4 separate regions of the Gossypium hirsutum genome follow, and all the other regions are linked to region 1. The links are chromatin contacts, called in public Hi-C maps. All regions are on one chromosome and are shown on one strand. Each heading gives the region's core, a stretch centred on a gene start, on an enhancer-like site or on the middle of the called end of the contact. The rest is flanking DNA. Distances are from core to core; before and after follow the strand shown.

Region 1 (3,158 bases), core at 485-2,984:
TACAACCATAGAGCAGGATCTTTGGAGTCCAGGCATCTCCTGAGCCAATTCCTCCTCAGTGTCATGCAATAGGACTCTATCTGGGAAAGACTGAGACCTTGTACACTTACCCTGATCAACACCATACATGTGATCCAAGCCAAAAGAATGAACTGACAAGTCTTTCGAAAGTTCAGAATCAGGTTTCGAATCCTGAGTTTTATTTAATAGCAGATCACCAGAGGAACCTCCCAGAGAGTTGTCTTCAAGCAATGCTTGAGGAACATTTGGAGATTCAAAATCAGAAACACCTTCCTGCCCAATGGTTGAAACTGAGTCCGGTTTTAAGTTCTTCAATGTCAAGGAAGAACGTGTTTTAGTAGGCACCTTAGCAAATTTGCAGAGGGCCAGTAAATCTGCACCAGTCTTCCCCGAGACATCATCCTCTGTAGAAGAATGCTTGAAAGATGAATCATTCAAGATACCCTCCTCTTCAGTTTCAACATTATCATTGCCGCCATCCTTCAGTTCTACAGCCTCAGCTCTAAAATCCATTGATTCATCCGATCTCTTCTGGAGTTCTCCATCAGTTTCAGACTTTAGATCTTTCTCGGCACCAGAAGAACTTGCCATTAAGCTCAATTCATCCTCTAGATTGTACTTAACATCAAAGTTATCTAATTCTTCACCTTTAGGAGCAAACTCGTTCGAAACAGACTTCTGCAATCCATTACCAACATCTTTACCAGCCTGTGGCTCTTCATGATGTCCAGAAACATTATCATCATCAATCTCCAAGTCAGGAGAACCCCGAATCCGATCAGACCATGACCCACTTCCCCCATATTCTCGACCCCGGTAAGATCCCTCTTTCCTCCTTCCTTTAGAAAGATTTTTAGACCATGTGGAGTTATTATCATCAAGGTACTTCCTCCTGCCTGGACCCAAATCAGAATTAGCATTTCTAAGACGAGCAAGTGCCGATGTTCGGCCATCATAGGGAACGTGCAAGTTATCACCCTCTTGTGACCTATAGTCTTGATAATCCCCCATTTGCTTCTTCAACCTACCGTTCTGCCATTTAGCAGGTAGCACAGTTGGGGGCAATAACCCCTGAGAGACCAAATATTCCGCCGCAAGACGGCCAGCTTCCATAAATATGTCAGTGCCTTCGCGTGCTGGGAGCGGATGCGGTTGAAACGATTTCGGGTGGCTTTGACCACGCCCAAAACCACGCTTGAAGTTGCGGTACTCTAAATTGTAAAACCCATGGCCTCTACCCGATGTTTCAGGGGATATCCGGGAGGCGGAAACCCCCATCGCCATAGAATTAGATCTATAGTCATTCCCAGCGGTTCTATGTCTAGCATGCATGTTTGAAGCAGACCAAGTATCTGCACAACGCAGTATCGAAAATGAAGGAAAACCCAAGAAATAAACAAGAGATAATATCTGTGTATTTACTCTATCACTTCCAATTTAGAGCTGAAGATGTAAAACAAAACAGAGACATATCGGGAGGTGAAATTAAGGGTAGAAGTAGCAATAAGTTGGGGAATCCACGAAATGAAATATATGATTGATAGTGAAAAATCAAAATCAAACCTTCTTTTGTTTGTTTGTTTGGTTTTTTTTTTTTATTGAATTTGGATGATGCGTGCTTGGATGAAGAAGAATATCATCTGCTTTAATTTTTAGGGTTCCAGATCCAACAAGGAAAAATGAAAATCCCTAATTAATTTCATTTAATTTAACTACTATTTCTTTCATTTATTTATTAATAAAAAGAAGAAAGCAGGATATTTTAGTTTTTGATCATTTTTGCTTTTACCTTTGTTTGTTTTGTAAATTTTCTAGGTTAAATTGTGCTATTAGTCCTTGTACTTTGTTAAAATTGTGGATTTTTTCTTTATACTTTAATTTAATTATTTTTAGCCCCTATATTTTTCAAACTTCAAATTTTCAGTCCTTACCAAATAAATAAGTATTAAATTTATTAAGTTCTATTATTTTTAAAATCTAATGCGCCAAACATGTTATAATATATATAATGACATGTTAGTATATTACTTCCACATATCACTCACTAAAATTTCAATTAATAAATCAAAGACTATCATTTATGTCAAGACTAAAATATCAAATTTTGAAAAATATAGGGATTTAAAATAATTCAATTAGAGTATATGAACTAAATTTACAACTGTATTCATAATCTATAACTAGTAATTGAATTTAACCAAGCGAATTTAAAGCTACTATTTTGATCAGGACTAAAATTTAAATTTTAAAAAAGTTACATGAATTAAAATTGACCAATTCAAAAATATAGAGATTAAAATTGATCAAATTAGAGTATAAAGACTAATTACATAACTTTCATAAAGTATAGGGGCTAATAACAAAGTTAAACTTTTTTTTAAATAAAATCATGCTTTGGGTTTTGGTTTTGGTTTCAGATTCGGTGTGTGCATGTCTTGTATTGTTGGTAGGGAATCACACGTCAGTGCTTGTGTATGGTTAGCACGCGCCTGGACCACAAAGAACTTACCAGTGAAGCCATGTAAAGTGATCGGTTTTGATCGGACAATGATTCTCACGATATGTTTTGTTTTGTTTTCTTAAAACCGCATTTTCTTCGAAATATTTTAGAAAAAGACTTTCTTCTTTATCTTTATCTAATATTTCCTTTTCCTTTGTAAAACCTTAAAAATTTTAATTTTGAATTTATTTTGAGTGCCATCAAATTAAATTTTATTTTATTTTTTAATTCAAATAAATAGTAAATAATTATAATTTATTTCAATACAGTCGTACATTAATTTTGAGATAAATATATGATTTTATTTTTACTTAAAATAAATAAGTTAATAAAATAAAGTAATTTATGTGCTTGTTAATCTAATAAATATCATTAAAAATTAAAATTGAAAAAGAAATTGTATTTTAATTTCATCAGAGTATTTTATTTTAATAACTCAATCTGACAATATAATTTTTTTAATAATTTTATTTAATATTTTTTATGTATATAACAAAGATTGTAATTTTATTTCCTAGATCGTAGGGAAGGTAAGAAAGCCGCCATAGGAAAGTGATATTCTAAATATCGATATACATATATCTATACTATTATTTAAATTTCTAAAATTTCTAATTAAATTGGTATCATAAGTTAA
Region 2 (3,158 bases), core at 293-2,792, 170 kb before region 1:
CAAGGGAAGCTTATGAGGAGGCCTCTGAATCTCATCACCACCACTTTTCAGCTGTACTATAACTTGGCAGGGACATGGGGGATCTGGTGGAGGGTTTTCAATGGATAACATCTGATGAAAAGCTTCTCTCTTCTTGTGCTGTTTTGACAACAGTCACAAGCCACACTTATACTGCTTCTTTCTCCAGCAGTAGAGCCCCTTATCTTCAGCATAACAACACTTCACCCCCTCTGATCTCTTCCCTCTTGGACTGTATCCTATTTCTTTCTAGTTGTATCCCTGATAACCTCAAAACCTCATTATCTTCATTCATTTATAGCCTGCAATAAAAGAGAAGCCAAGAAGATGATGAAGACAAGGCAATGAAAGAACGTTATTTTATGTGAAAGGGATGGAGTGTAGTTGAAGCATGTGCGTTTTGGTTCATCAAGGAAACCAAAGAACATAACCCGCAAGTAAAGATGTTGCTCAACCAAAGCCTAAAGTGTCCATGGGAAGCGTTATTTTATGTGAGCGAACCCAGAGAATAGCAAAGTACTCCTCTTTCAGACTTTGTGCCAACACCATCCACTACCAAACTCTCAACAAATGATCAAATCCCATAAAAAGAAAAGGGTTAACCATAATTAATCACATAATAAAGGCAAGAGTTATACATATAAATGGGAAATTTTGAAGCTGAGAACGAGCCAACCAAGCTTCATGAAACCGATATATGTAGTCAAGAGTTGAGAGAAATCAAAGAAAAGGAAAAACCCAAATCTGAAATATATAGTAGAACAGATCCCAGAAAGGAAATCTAGTATATACATCCCATGGACTAGATTCTCCTTCTTCTTCACCTTGGGGTTCAGAAAAAGCGAGAAAGGAACTCAGAAGCTGAGGGGGAAAAAAAGAGGAGACGGTGAAATCATATGTACATATATTTAGTAAGTGAATTAGTTTTTGAAGGAAAGTTGATGAGTGAAAAAAAAGAAAGGAAGCAGGAAAAGAAAGATGGGTGGGTTTGGTTTGGTTTGAAACAAGATCAGGCAGAATAGATGTAGAAGAACAGAAGAGAAGATTAGAGCATAGAAGTTACCTTTGAGAATTTGATTGAAGTGAGGCTGTAGTTTTGGGGAGGAGAGTTTTTGTTTGGGAAGAAAGAAAGAGAGATGAGAAAGTGAAGGAAAGATCAGAGCCACCCACTCACACATCAAAAGGGGCATCAGGTTCCCCTTCTTTTCTTTCCACTCCCACCCTTAAATTAAAATTAAATATTAAAAAAAAAAAAAAGCAAACAAAGTCTGCAGTAGCATTCCATTCTATTCAAACAGTAACACTATAAAAAAACAAAGAGGAGGGAGAGAGATTTTTTTTAAAAATACATTTATTTCAAAAAGAAAATCTAATGGTAAACAAACCCAACCCTTCATTTTTCCCCTTGTGTTTATTATATATTTATTGTAGATATTTTGTTTTTGGTTTATCAATAATAATACTTTCCCATTTCCGTGGTTGAAATGTGGGTTTTAAATTCAATCACTTAAATATTTTTGTGCTTCTGCAAATTCCAAACACAAGAGTTTGATAGATTATTAGATTAGAAAGTCGTCGAAAATCGAAACCCATGTTGCCCCTCTCCCACTAGCCGACAAAATTCCCCTGTTTTTGTCTTTACAATCACCATTATTAATTAAAAATACATGATATGGATGATTCACCATCCATTTCCTGTATCCATCCTTTCCACCCTTTAAATAAAATATCAAAATTTTCACCGTTTTTCATGATTTTGGAGGGTAGGATTGGTGTTTAACTGTTAAGGGGAAAACGATAACTTTTAAATCATCATTGATTCATTTGAATTTTGTAGTTTTTTTTAAAGATAATGATAAATTTTATTTTATGGAGACGTTGTATTAATAGTATAGCTTTTTCCTTTTCTTTATTTTTTTCCCTAAAAAATTGCAAGCCAATAATAAAGTTGAAAGCAGTACAGTACAGTACTATGCTATGTAGTATTAATCTTTTAGTAAAATTTACTAACAGTGAGGCTTTTTTTTACTTTTGAAACCTAAAGCTCTCTATGATTTAGGGTTTCTTTTTTGGCGAAAATTAAATTTACAGAAAATGTTTGTACTTCTTTTCATATTGCTTTGTCAAAATAATTTAATCAAATTAGCTCTTTTCAAGTATCAATTATAAAAATTTTTGCTCAAAAACAAGAATAACTTTAAATTAGCCAAATATGCTGAATTTTTTAATTGATTAAATAGGGTACTTTTTAAAAATTTAGGGAAATAAATAAATTTTGGAGAGTTTCCTCAACCTCTCGTTTTTTAAGGTTAGGGTTTAGTATTTAGAGTTTTAGAAGTGAAACTGTAAAAGTTTATAGGTAGATTTGAGGGGTTGGGGTGCGATAATGTGTCTTAGAACACATACATTTCATATGTCATGCCAGGATAAGACCATTACCTTAGAAACCCATCCTATGAAAGTCAAGTTTCAAGGTGACAGTACTTGATACAGTCATGGGTCAAAGTCTAAGTAAATGTCCCAATCGACAGCTATTATGCAGTCACAGGTTCGAGTATAATCGAAGGCTAGTTGATAGTCGTTATGCAGTCACGGGTTCAAGCATTTTGGATAACCGAAAATGATACCTTATATATATACCATACATAATATTGATGTCATATTTATAGGGAAAAATAAAGGGCTTTCGGTGTAATCAACGTAATTATTTTATCTATTTCCAAGCAACCGATATATTTAACCTTTCATTCTTATCCGAATGTTGACACCCAGGTGGGGACAAGAGAGCTCTCAAGAGGAAAGTGGATGTTTTAGTGAAAGTAGAGGTCAAACTTGGGTCAGCACAATAGAAGTTGTAGTTATTAATGGGTTGTTTAATAACGATAATCGTTGTCTCCTCGAAAGGAGCATCACCTTTACTCCACCGAAATAGCCTCTCCCTGCCTCATAGTCCTACATCCACAGCAGTGCTGACCTTCAGATAAGAAGGAAGGTTAAAGATACCGGTTATGTGGAAATGAAGAAAAGAATTATATCGATTATGGCGAGAAGCCCCATAGTTTTTCCTTATGATTATGCCCTCAAACTTTTGTATGGTATTTATATGGCAATATCTCCGAGTATCCAAAATTTTGAGCTCA
Region 3 (3,158 bases), core at 231-2,730, 150 kb before region 1:
GTGGATTCGAATCCGACCATATGTATATTTTTATTGGGTTTTTTAAATAAAAAGACTAAAATACCCTCACATAATATAATTTATTTTAATTAAGGAATGATATTTCGGTAATTTCCCTAGCTGAGTTGATGCATGGTTAACTTGTGAAACCAACTCAGTTAGAGACTTAAATAATAGTATAGATGGAATTTAGGAAAAAAATTGATATTGAGGGAGTCTCATGTCTTCTCTCTGTGAAATAATTGTTATTGGTTCTAGAGAATTCTCGACGGAAGGCTTGATCCCTGACAAGATTTATTTTAGAGATAAAGATGGAAATAGAGGTAACGATATGGTGATGGATCTGAGTGTTGAACAGATAAGCTCTTGGAAAGACAAGCTAGTAAGCCAATCTTCCAAATTCAATAGGAATGGATTAGAGGAGAAAGAGGATTTTGATTTATTGGAAGGAGATATCCAAAAGTCTATAGTGAATGGTATCCTTTACATTGAGTTTTTAGATAAGATCCATCAAATCCTTATTAGAGATATGAAAAACACAATGATCTTGAAACTTTTAGGGCGTAATATTGGTTATTCAATCCTGCAGAATAAATTCTATAGCTTATGAAAGCTCTCATCACCATTCCATTTGATGGACACAGAAAATGGATATTTTCTAGTCAAATTCCAGAATAAGCTTGATTGTGAGAAGGTCTTTTCTAGGGGTCCCTGGATTGTGTTTGGCCAATACTTGACAGTACAACCATGGACCACCTTCTTCAGTCCAATACAAAATTTTTCGAAGGTAGTAATCTCATGGATCAGGCTTCCAGGTTTGACAGGATACTTGTATAAATGAAAGATTTTGTGGGAAATAGAAGGACTGATTGAGAAGGTACCAAATTGCATATGAAAACTGATAACAGAGTAAGAGGCTGTTTTATCTGGATAGCGGTCTATATCAACTTGGAGAGGCCTCTGGTTTCTAAAATTTTAATTAATGGCAAAGTTAAAAAATTTGAATATGAATTTTTTCTGATGGTTTACTTTTAGTGTAGAAGAAATGAACATGTTAAAGAAATGTGCACCTTCAAGGCAGATGAACACAATACCGGAGATGAATCACTGCTGATTGGTTTATCACCAAAAAACCAAAATTTAGCTATCAACAACATGTTGGAGAACAGAAAAACTTACGGGTCATGGATGTTAGTGGAAAAGAAATCTAGGTGAAAGGCTAGGGATCCCCTGCAGTTGAATGCTAAAAATCTAGCGAAGAACAAGGGAATGTTTAAGTTTAAAGTATTGATGGAGTTGGAACTAAATGCTAGGGTTTTTTTTTGGTTATCAAACCGAGGTGATTGACAATCGACGTAATAAAAGGAAAGGAATAATGAATGGGGACCATCAAAAAAGAAACCTTAAGGCAAAGCAACGGTCATCCGGTAAGTAAATTAGTGGACAAAGGTTCACCTAATAAATTGGGTTTTAAAAATATTGCTGGCCTGGTAAGATCAAATGGAGCTGCTAGTGGGTTGCCTGTTGGGCTTGGTGCAACTAGTACGTTGGCTAATGATAATCATTTAGGAAATGGCGAGTCTAGGAAGAATATAAAAGAAGCTAATGAGCGGTTGAATCTTAATGGCTCACTTGAAGGTATGCCATTTTCTAAGGTGAACAAGGTTATAGAAGGACTTGGAAGATAGTAGACACCCAAAGCTACTATCATCAAATAGTATCTGATAAAGAATGATGAGTCTGTTGATTCAGAATTTGAGCCATTTAATGGCAACGATGGGGATTCTTTGGAATCTAATTTTGCTCCATGCTCAACAATGGAAGGAATGATAGGTATTGCGTCAGAGGTGATGGTCGGCAACCTTGACCCCAAAAAACACACGGCTGTGATTTTTAAGGTGAAAAAAGATTAAAAATATGATTCAACGATGAGGGGAATAATGGAATAATTGTGTTGAAGGCAGTGGTTTGCTAATCTGGAAAAGAGAATGGTGATAATCTTAGAGGTGGGAAAATAACAAAAAAACTTAATAAAATCAATCATGGCTGATATAATAGATTCAAAAACTTGGGTAACTTCACGCGTTCCGTTGTGAGAGACCATGAACTACTTGACTGAGATTATTTTGACTAATAACAGAGGGGAAATCAACTTAGGTGATTTTGTTAGGTTAGAGGAGCATCTGGCTAGAATTGATCCTCATGGATAGTAAGACTGTATCATTCTCTTTTTAATTTTTTTAATGTTTAATTTTTTATGGATTTAAAATTAAAATTGTTTTCATGGAACTGCCAAGGGTGCGCTAACAGTAAATTTCTTTGAGTTTTTCCTGAATATAATGTATAATTTAATCCAGATATAGGATGTTTGTGGAACAGAGAATAAGTAGTAAAAAATAAAATTATGTTATTGGTAAATTAGGGTCTAATTTTCTGACCGTATTGAAGCTGTTGGCTTTTCAGAAGGCATCTGGGTGGTTTGGAAAGATTCTATTAAGATTCAGATTATCCACAATCATCCTTAGTTCATTCTCCTTCATGCTGATGATATTTTTTCTACTAATTCCATTTTTATCTTATTTGTTTATAGTAATCCTGATACGAAGAAACGAAGACTACTTTGGGATGGTTTGAAATTTGTGTTACTGTATATTTTCTCTCCTTGGTTAATAATAGGTGACTTCAATACTATTCTTTCACTTGATGGTAAAAAAGTTACTGTGCGACCGAAAAGAGATACAAATTTTTTTTGGAAATTTTGTTGATTCTTATGATTTGCAGGATCTAGGATACATTGGTCCTTCATTTACTTGACAAGGAGAAGGTACATTTAAAATACTAGATTGGGTATTGGCTAATAATGCTTAGGTGACAACTTTCCTTCAATGTTTAGTTTCTCACCTTTTTTGCATGAAATTTTATCATAGACCCATTCTTCTAGATATAAGACCGGATCTAAATTTGGCTGGAGGAAGACCTTTTAGGTTTCTAGTGAGGTGGACTAAACACACAAGCTTATCATATTTTGTCAAATATAAGTGGAACTGTGTGGGTAATATGGCTGACACTCTTACTGATTTTACTTCGTTTATTAAAGATTGGAATGGGAATGTTTATGGATTCCTAGGTTCCAGTAAGAGGTATCTCATGAGAAAGCT
Region 4 (3,158 bases), core at 268-2,767, 150 kb after region 1:
ATAGGGCCCCACTCTTACAGGACTTCAATGTCCGGTTTTGGTACCAAAAAAATATTGGGTCATGTGAACCTTACCTACTAATAATAACTACCACTAATATCTTTGTGTTGGATGTAGTTAAGATAGCAATATGGGGTATTGTATCTGCACTACCCAGCCTCATCTGGTAACTATGGCTGACACCATTTATTCTCCGATTTACAAATCTTTATTTTTGTGTAATAGATATATAATTCAACTAAAAACGTGCTGCAAATCATAATTTCTGAATCAATATTTACTATATGGACAAGTAGTGAATTTAAAAGCCAACTCTGGGGCTTCAATTGTCTGGAGGTTGGTTTAGTGCATTTAAAGCCAAACTACAAAAGAAGCAATTGACATAAATATCAGTGAGCCTTAGCAGCTATCCCAACAGCATTTACCTCCCAAGCAGCTCTAACTTTAATGCCCAATTTTAGGGTTAGGTTATTTAACTCAACTCCACCTATTGTGGAGATACGTGTCTTGGACATTGGGCGGAAATAAACAAAATCATAAGCAGAGGAGAGGTGAGGTCAATTATTTACCAACAATGTGTCGTAACTCCATTTAGAAGTTGTGTCCAAATCTAAATACTAAATCTAATATACGTACCTGTAATCATAGGCGCAAGGCGTAATTGGAGTAGGGCATGTTGTGAGAGAGAAGAGATTCATGAGCTCAACTTTACACATCTCTGAAAAGCAAGGAACTGGGCTAAAGGATGAAGATAATGGAGCATGGAACACCCTCTTTCGGTTTATCCTCCCTTTGCTGGTACAACTACGATCCCCTCTCGAACATCGGTATCGACACCGGATCCACGTCAAATCACTTCCCGTGTCGACTATCAACCAGAACTTCTGCGACGGTGTCCCCACTTTGAACGACGTAATGTATTGGCCTATCCCGAAATCTCTACCCGAGGCAAGCGGCATTTTAATGGATGCAGTGAGTGGATCCTCTTCTTTGGCTCGTCTTCGGTGGGACATGATACCGTGGCGGATAATGTCATGGTAGAGAAGGTCGACCAGGCGTTGGTGCTGAGTTATAGGATTGTTGTTGGTGAACTGAGGAGCATGCCTATGTATTAACTCTAATGTGATGGAGTTGGAATCGTGTTGATGCTGCATTTGATCAACATGTTGTTGAGCTACAACCATGGAAACCAACACCATGAATGGAACTAAAATAATGAGCTTCACCTTCATAACTAGTATACTCTCACTCTGAACAAATTAAACAAAAGGGAAGATCCAGACCAGACAGGAAGAAAGAAAGACAGAGAAAGGGAAATGAAAGTAGGAAAAAAATGCTTATTTTGGTTGCAATCTATATATACCCCTTTGCTTTAAATCTGCCATCAATTAGGATTTTTGATTAGGTTGTGCTTGCTTCTTGTAATAAATAACATACACACATATCTATATATATATATATTTATAGATTGTTGCTTCAAGTCTTCAACCACACAGACATCCCTTCCCACTTCTCTCATCTTTCTTTTGTTTTTTTCCTTTTTAATTAATTATTATACAAATGATTGCTTTAATTATGGTTTTATAAAAACCAGATAAATTTAATTTAATTATTTTATTAACAAATTAATTCAATTGATAATATTTATTAATTTTAGATACCTATAGATTATTGAAGTATTTGTATTGGATTGCTAATTTACATGTCAATTATAGGTTTAATACTGTTATTCAATTTTATTAATAAATATGAAGAAGGATTTTTCGAGTTAAAGTCAAAATTATTTATAAAAATAGTAAATAATTTCCTCTACCTGTGTCGAGTAGGGTTATGTGTTCCTTCTCTCTTATTGGTTGGATTCCAAATGGCTGCCCCAAAATTCAACTCTCATATATTTTGTGTTTGACCTCAAAGAGCAAAAACTATCAAAGGGATGGAATCTAAAATTAAAACCCAATTATTGTGTATTATTGTGTATACATATTACATAGGATGTTGAATTTGGCATTTTATTAATCAACTCTGAAATGTGAAATAAACAAATAAATAAAAAGAGTAAAAAGTCAGTAACGCGGTGGCTGCCTGCTCTTTTATTAATTCGTGTCAAATTATTAGGGTAACTAAAATAATAGGACTACTTTTTTAATCAACTAATATTAGTGTCAAGCAACTCAAGCTGCTGCTTTCATTTCAATTTTCAGAATTAAATAAAATCCACAATGATATCATCTAAATGTTCCTCTACTTTTGTCTACAACTCTAAATCCTTCTATTTTTATTTATGTGTCTTTAATTTACCATCTCATTATATTTTTTAAAAACAAATTACATCATTTGTGACATCAATAGTTATCTTTAGGGATGAATTTTGTAGCAAATTTTTTTTTGAGTTATTTAGTCTTATTTTATCATTCTAATTTGATTTGATTTTTTTCAAATCGAGTCCAGTCAAGTTGATTCGAGTAAAATTATTCGAGTTAAACTAAAAGATAAACATGTCAAATTAAAATCTTGTAACAATATAAATATTTCTTGTTAAAGCCCATAAATTTAAATATAATTTGAGAACTCTTTGAAACCAAAATAAAGGAAAATAATACGATAAACTTGAATTGATAATTTACTTGTTTAAGTCTCAAAATTATTATTTTTATTTTTTCTTTAAATTTAGAATTTTTAATTTTATATATTTAAAAAATCTTATGAAATTTTCAATTTTTTAAAATATTTAAACTTTTAAAATTATTTTGAATTTTTCAGTATTTTTTGTTAGAGAAATTAATTTGCTCATTTTCGAAATTAACAGGGACTAAAAGATTATTTACACCAATAAAAAATTGTTCGAATTATTCGAGTTAATTTAATTGTAAAATTAACTCGACTTGAACTCAAGAAACTGAATTACTTAAACTTAAAAAAAAAAAATTAAATAACTCAAAATTCGAAAAAGAATTTTAATTTATTCAAGCCGATTTTAATGCATCTATAACAAATCGGTTGATAAACGTAGGAGACTCCTTTAACTAGAAGCATTGTCATCAACTTTAGCCACTTATACTGATATTAAGATTTGTTGCTTAATTTTACAATACAAGACAGTTTTAAAAATAATAATTAGAAGAGTCTAAATACTTGTAAACAAAATAATGATTTCATCT

Evidence for each region. A called contact is a pair of places that touch in the nucleus more often than the background predicts.
Region 2: a Hi-C map of hypocotyl shows a contact between it and region 1, with 5 times the contacts expected there. The contact joins the promoter of LOC107951365 here to the promoter of LOC107951363 in region 1. A contact is called at or near these places in 13 of 34 Hi-C or Micro-C datasets (anther, hypocotyl, leaf and 2 more).
Region 3: a contact with region 1 is called in a Hi-C map of leaf, with 3 times the contacts expected there. The contact joins the enhancer-like site here to the promoter of LOC107951363 in region 1. A contact is called at or near these places in 2 of 34 Hi-C or Micro-C datasets (callus and leaf).
Region 4: a Hi-C map of leaf shows a contact between it and region 1, with 2.8 times the contacts expected there. The contact joins the promoter of LOC107893550 here to the promoter of LOC107951363 in region 1. A contact is called at or near these places in 5 of 34 Hi-C or Micro-C datasets (leaf and petal).

Annotation. Positions count from the first base shown.
Region 1 is chrA13:91,092,508-91,095,665 of Gossypium_hirsutum_v2.1, reverse strand. LOC107951363 reads right to left here and starts at 1,734. Exons shown (of 5, transcript XM_016886382.2): 1 at 1,585-1,734; 2 at 1-1,373. The coding sequence starts at 1,353.
Region 2 is chrA13:91,264,551-91,267,708 of Gossypium_hirsutum_v2.1, reverse strand. LOC107951365 reads right to left here and starts at 1,542. Exons shown (of 4, transcript XM_041085206.1): 1 at 1,082-1,542; 2 at 1-320. The coding sequence starts at 111.
Region 3 is chrA13:91,239,938-91,243,095 of Gossypium_hirsutum_v2.1, reverse strand. No RefSeq gene overlaps it. Among protein-coding and RNA genes, the nearest start is that of LOC107952254, 25 kb to the right of the region's middle. Within about 2 kb of position 1,480, at least 1 of the 9 cell types and tissues checked has an H3K27ac peak or open chromatin away from gene starts, as enhancers often do. A contact at or near this core is called in leaf, where this site is marked.
Region 4 is chrA13:90,943,607-90,946,764 of Gossypium_hirsutum_v2.1, reverse strand. LOC107893550 (aspartic proteinase NANA, chloroplast) reads right to left here and starts at 1,517. Exons shown (of 2, transcript XM_016818582.2): 1 at 637-1,517. The coding sequence starts at 1,232.